Linked DNA regions of Zea mays: region 1 is linked to region 2. A link is a contact called in public Hi-C data. All regions are on one chromosome and are shown on one strand. Each heading gives the region's core, a stretch centred on a gene start, on an enhancer-like site or on the middle of the called end of the contact. The rest is flanking DNA. Distances are from core to core; before and after follow the strand shown.

Evidence for each region. Hi-C and Micro-C count contacts between places; a contact is called where the count stands out from the background.
Region 1: a contact with region 2 is called in a Hi-C map of leaf, with 6 times the contacts expected there. The contact joins the promoter of LOC778437 here to the promoter of LOC100272953 in region 2. A contact is called at or near these places in 2 of 25 Hi-C or Micro-C datasets (both in leaf).

What each region holds. Positions count from the first base shown.
Region 1 is chr5:184,432,471-184,435,170 of Zm-B73-REFERENCE-NAM-5.0, forward strand. LOC778437 (high affinity nitrate transporter) reads right to left here and starts at 1,428. Exons shown (of 2, transcript NM_001112459.2): 1 at 1,129-1,428; 2 at 311-941. The coding sequence starts at 1,276. The coding sequence ends at 478.
Region 2 is chr5:184,258,096-184,260,795 of Zm-B73-REFERENCE-NAM-5.0, forward strand. It overlaps LOC100272953, which reads right to left and starts at 1,291. Exons shown (of 4, transcript NM_001147405.2): 1 at 598-1,291. The coding sequence starts at 1,131.

The sequences.
Region 1 (2,700 bases), core at 178-2,677, 170 kb after region 2:
GTTTGCTCACTCTTGAGAACAGGCGAACAGCTCAGAGGATAGAGCATTGAATCTTGCAGGTCAATGACACATGCTCTACCATTTTATCGAAAGATGTAGCTTAATAGAGTGGTAAACGCTTAGATGAGGAGGCGGATTTTATGCTATTGTTTACTTAAATCGAAGAGAGACGCTGGGCTGGCCTTTTCAATGATTACTGCAAAATAAACTAGAAATAAATAAATTTGTAATAAGTGGGCAATATAATCCACTTTCGAGCAGACTATATATATTTTGAGCCCCTCCATTCGTAATCGAAAACCGGATCAGCAGAGAAACTTAAGTTATTATTTGGTAATTTTGACGCACACACTGCAGAAAAGTAACTTACATGATACACCAAAATAGTCGCGCGCACCAATGAATCAGCAACGACAGCCACTCATCGCCGCCGACGATTTACATGTATGCATGTATGGCGCGCAGCCGCAACTCGTTCTACTTGTTCTTCTTGCGGGTCTCGATGACGAAGAAGAAGGCGAGCGCGACGACGGAGAAGGCCGAGAAGACGCCGGCGGCGATCTTGAGAGAGGCGTGGATGCCGGTGATGCCGGCGACGTCGAAGGCGGCGGTGGGCGCCGTCTGGCCGTAGGCCACCTCGGCGCCCGACGCGTCCGTGGCGAAGGCGCGCAGGTAGTAGGAGCCCGAGGGGACGTCGCGGGCGACGGCGTACTGGAAGCTGCCGGGCGCCGCCGCCGCGTACGCCTGCTCGGTGACCTTGAACTGGCACGCCTTGTCCTTGCTGATGTCGTCCTCGGACTTGCGCCACCCGCGGTCCTTCTGGCTCGCCGGCGCGTAGCACAGCTTCACCTTCACGCCCTTGTACCCGGCGTCGGCGCCGGCCGGCTCCGTGGCGTTCAGGCTCCACGTCACCGTCAGCGAGTCCACGCCGGCGTGCAGGACTGCGAGAAGCATATATTTTATGGCAATCGTGTGTATTTTAATCAGCTAGCTCCTTGATTGTGAATGAACAAATCTAAAGGGGGGTTTCAAACATAGAGAAGAATAGGACTATGAATTAACCGAGCAAGTAATCAAAGTGCTAATCCTTTGGCTATGACTATGAGCCGGGCCGGAACGCGCGCGCACCTTGGCCGGGTTTGGCGGAGGTGGTGACGTCGAGCGCTTTGGGCAGCGAGGAGAGGTGCACCCCCGCGGCGGCCGGCGACGGCAGGGAGGCGGCGAAGAGAAGCGCCGCCAGCACACACAAGGCCTGCACGCTTTGCTGCCGAGCCATCGCTGCGGTACGTACGTACGTGCTCCGGTCCGGCCGCCGGTCGTCCCTTGCTATCACCAAGCGCTATAGCTCGGCGGTGTCCGTCTGGCCCACACTGGCTGTTGGTCGTCGTCGACCGGAGACACGACACGAGGCGAGGGATCTGAGCTCGGGGTTGTGGCTTGTGGGTTGGAGGACTAGTACGGACATGGCCGCGAACATATATAGGCGCGTGGCGGGGGTTGAAGGATGGCGGAGCGGGTAGTTGACTTTGCGGCCGTGTCGGCCTATGAGCGAGGAGTACGACTGCCAATCAAGTGATCAAAAGTCAGAGCTTTACGAAGCCAGGGGCAGCAACTTCATTTGCTCGTAGAGGGGCCCCAAAGGTTCCCGGGCGTTTGGGATGCGGCAACTGCGGCCGACTCCGCCCTGCGAATCTGCGAACCGGCTGGCAGGGGGCGAATGCCGGCGCCGGTGCTGGTGATGCCGAACTGCCGAGGCCTGCCGCGTACGGACGCGTCGTAAGTATCTGTCAGGGGGAATGGGTCGTTGGTAACTAGCGATAGGGAACAGGGTCATGTGACCCTTAGCGCAGATTAAGGGCTACGAGGTGCAGCGTTTGTTTGACTCGCCTCTAGCACAAGAAAGAATTAGCGAGAAGGCGCACGGCTTATCAACCAGCAGAGGCAGAGCACATGTCATGACAGTGATAGGAAGGCTAGCCCGAGCTAGCGATCCCTTGATTTGTTCGTCAGACCAGACATGTGTATATAGCTACGCCAACTGGTGAATAAACAAAAAGAGAGCACCGGATTATTGAGGGGATGATGCCGTCTCTAGGCATTGTTAAATCCCGAGTACCCTTTCATTGCTAGCTGCTGGACTTGGCGTCACTGCTAGCATCTTCTGCTCGTCAGCACCTCGCCTTTGATGTGGCCTTCCCCCCCCCCCCCCCCCCCCCCCCCCCCTTTTTTTAGTGAAACTGGCTCACCGTTGCGTTGAAATCTATCGCTGAGCACAACAAAACAATTCCCCTGGTGTACCGCATGAGTACATTCCTCCTCAATTATAAATTCCCCTCTTCTACAGGTGTTCAAATGAATTAGGACAGTATCGGTACCGTACAGATTAGCCAACGGGCCAACCCTTAGTCTTGGCCCACGAGAAAGACCTAGGTACGGCCTGCTAGACCAGTAATTATAATGTGTCATCTCACTGGCCCGTCACACTCGACGTGCCTAGAAGGCCCATATCGTTTAAATAAAAATAAAATAAAAATGTGTATATGTATGATTTAAACCATAGTTGCTAGCTTTAAAGAGTTATTTAAACACATCTAACCAACATAACACACATACCTTTTGTTTTTTTACATTATACTAACTATAATATAGATATATGCATGACAAAAAGGGACATGTTGGGCTATCCCGTTGTGGCACACC
Region 2 (2,700 bases), core at 41-2,540:
GACCGACGAGGACGTCGGTCTTCTAAGGGGGGTGGATTGTGATATCCTAGCCCCTGGGATGGGATGTCCTGGTCCAAGGCTTAATAGAATTAATAGTGTAATCATACCAACAAGGTGCATCTTCTTTTTCGGAAGCCTATCTAGAAAGAACCTCCAAGTTAAGCGTGCTTGGCTTAGAGCAATTTGGGATGGGTGACCGACCGGGAAGTTTTCTCGGGTGCGCATGAGTGAGGACAAAGTGCGCACAAAAGACTCGTGTTGGTCTGTGGGGACAATATATCATCCTAGAGAGCTGCCAGGAGTAAGTACCGCCGGTCCAGGGATTGGACGGGGTGTTACAAAAATATATATATATACAATACAAGATTGCAGATTCAACTTCCTGATATAATTCTATCATCATGCATGTGTTCGCCAGCTCATCTGGAGACTGGGTGTGTATAATTCTACCAGTAACTAGAGCAGTAGAATCAGTAACGGTGTCACAGACTCACAGTATCTATAAGCTTAGCACATCTGGCCATATGCACGTATCAGCTGCCAGCGTGTCACACATTACATCAACAAAGGTAGAGCAATACATGGAATTTTCCATACCTTGAGACTCTCGACTACGCCAGGAACTACCTCATGCTCGAGCCCTGAGTACTCGCCCTCAGTGTTCTCCCGAATGACGACGATGTCCACGTTGTCGTGCCTGGTAGGCAGACCAGGGAGGTTGAAGCAGTTGACGAGCGCGGCGTAGAGGTCGAGCTCCTTCCGGAGCTGCATGTTGAGGGAGGAGACACCGCCGCCGACGGGGGTGGCGAGGCCGCCCTTGAGGCAGACCTTGTTGCGGCGGATGGACTCGATGACCTCGGCGGGGACCGTGGGCATGTCGCCGCGGACCTCGTATGTCTCGAAGTAGACCGGCGCGTGCATCGCCTCCATCACCTGCCGCACGGCGCCCGTGACGAGGGGCCCGATGCCGTCGCCCGGGATGAGAGTGACGCCGCGCGGGGCGCCGTCCCCCGGGCGAGGCATGTAGGTGACGGTGCGGCGGGACACGGCGCCGGCGAGGGGAGTGGAGGCGGAGGGGGAAGGCGATGGGGCGAGGAGGCGGCGTAGGAGAGGGGTCGACCGCCGCGCCATGACCGGGGGCTAGGCCGCTAGGGTTTCAGGGTGGATGCGATCAGGGGAGGGGGAGGGAGGGGGAGGAAGGCCGCGGTAGCGAGGATGCCAGGGGCAGGGACAGAACTCGAGATTCGAGAGGGCAAGGGGAAGAACAGGCCGCCAGGTTTCCGCGTTCTGCTGGGCTGCAGCTCGTTGGCTCGACTCAGCTCAGATATGTGAACGAGGTAAGCTCTAGCCTCTACCTCTCTCTGAAGTTAATTATTATGGCCAATTTAGAACGCATGAATTTTACAGAAATTGTATAGAGGTTTCTTAGAAATTTTATAGAAATTAGTTAAAACACAGAAAAAACGTAGAATTGGGGGGGGGGGGGACTTTGTTCTAAATAAGACCTTAGTCCCCTAACAAGTTGTTAGTTAAATTAGCTAGTTAATTATTAGCGACCTAATTGTTAATTGATATGTAGGTAAGTGAGCACACCGAAAAAAGAGCCCATGATCGCTGGGGTTCGTTAGTCAGTCAGAATAGGTAGGTGCGCCAAATTTGGAAGGATCTCCCCCGGTCGAATCCCACGGCACCGAGCCTCGGGCCGGACATGGCGGACTATGACAAGTGAGGACGAGCGTGTCGGAAAAGAACCACTCGAGTAAATCATGTGTCCGTCCCCAGACTGACCCACCATAAATGATTGGTCGTATTAACCACGTCTAGCACCGAGCCACAGCGTAGGCGCCGGTCTGCTTCCCGCTCATGACCTACGTACCCCTCACGACACATAGCACTCATGACGTACAAGCTTCCGGACTGCGGCGCATTAATGGCCCGCGCACCCTCGGACTGTGATGCACTTATGGCCTATCGAGCTAGACCTGAGTGCGTAGACCTTCCGCATGGCACTACACGACCGACTGCACCGAGCCCCAGTCTACGAAAGCTAGGGGTCGGTGTAGTCGGAATTGAAAGTCGTCTGGAGGAGGGTTAATAGGCGAAACCTGAAATTTACAAACTTTAAACATGCACTAAGGTCGGGGTTAGCGTTAGAATTAAATTGGAGTGCGGAAGATTGTTTCCCTTGCTATGAGTTGCTCAAATTGATGTGTATAGCTTTGGGAGCAAGCTCAAACCAATATTAGCAAGGAAACTTTAGAGAGAGAGGAAAGAGGAGAAACAAATCAAATTAAGATCAACAAGTGAACACGGTGATTTGTTTACCGAGGTTCGGTTCCAAAGAACCTAGTCCCCGTTGAGGAGGCCACAAAGGCCGGGTCTATTTCAACCCTTTCCCTCTCTCAATCGGTCACTTAGACCGGTCGAGGCTTCTCCTTAATCAATTGGGTCACAAAGACCCCGCAAGGATCACCACACACTTATGTGTCTCTTGCTAGCTTTACAAAGCACTTAGAGAAATAAGAATAGGAAGGAGAAAGCAATCCAGGCAACAAGAGCAACAAAAGAACACAAATGATCATCTCACAAGTCTTTAAGCAATAGAGTTGATTTTGAAAATTGGAGTGGATTGAATGCTTTTGTTGTGTCTTTGGAGTGGTTGTCTTTGCTCTTGCAATGAAATGTGATGTTCAGAATACT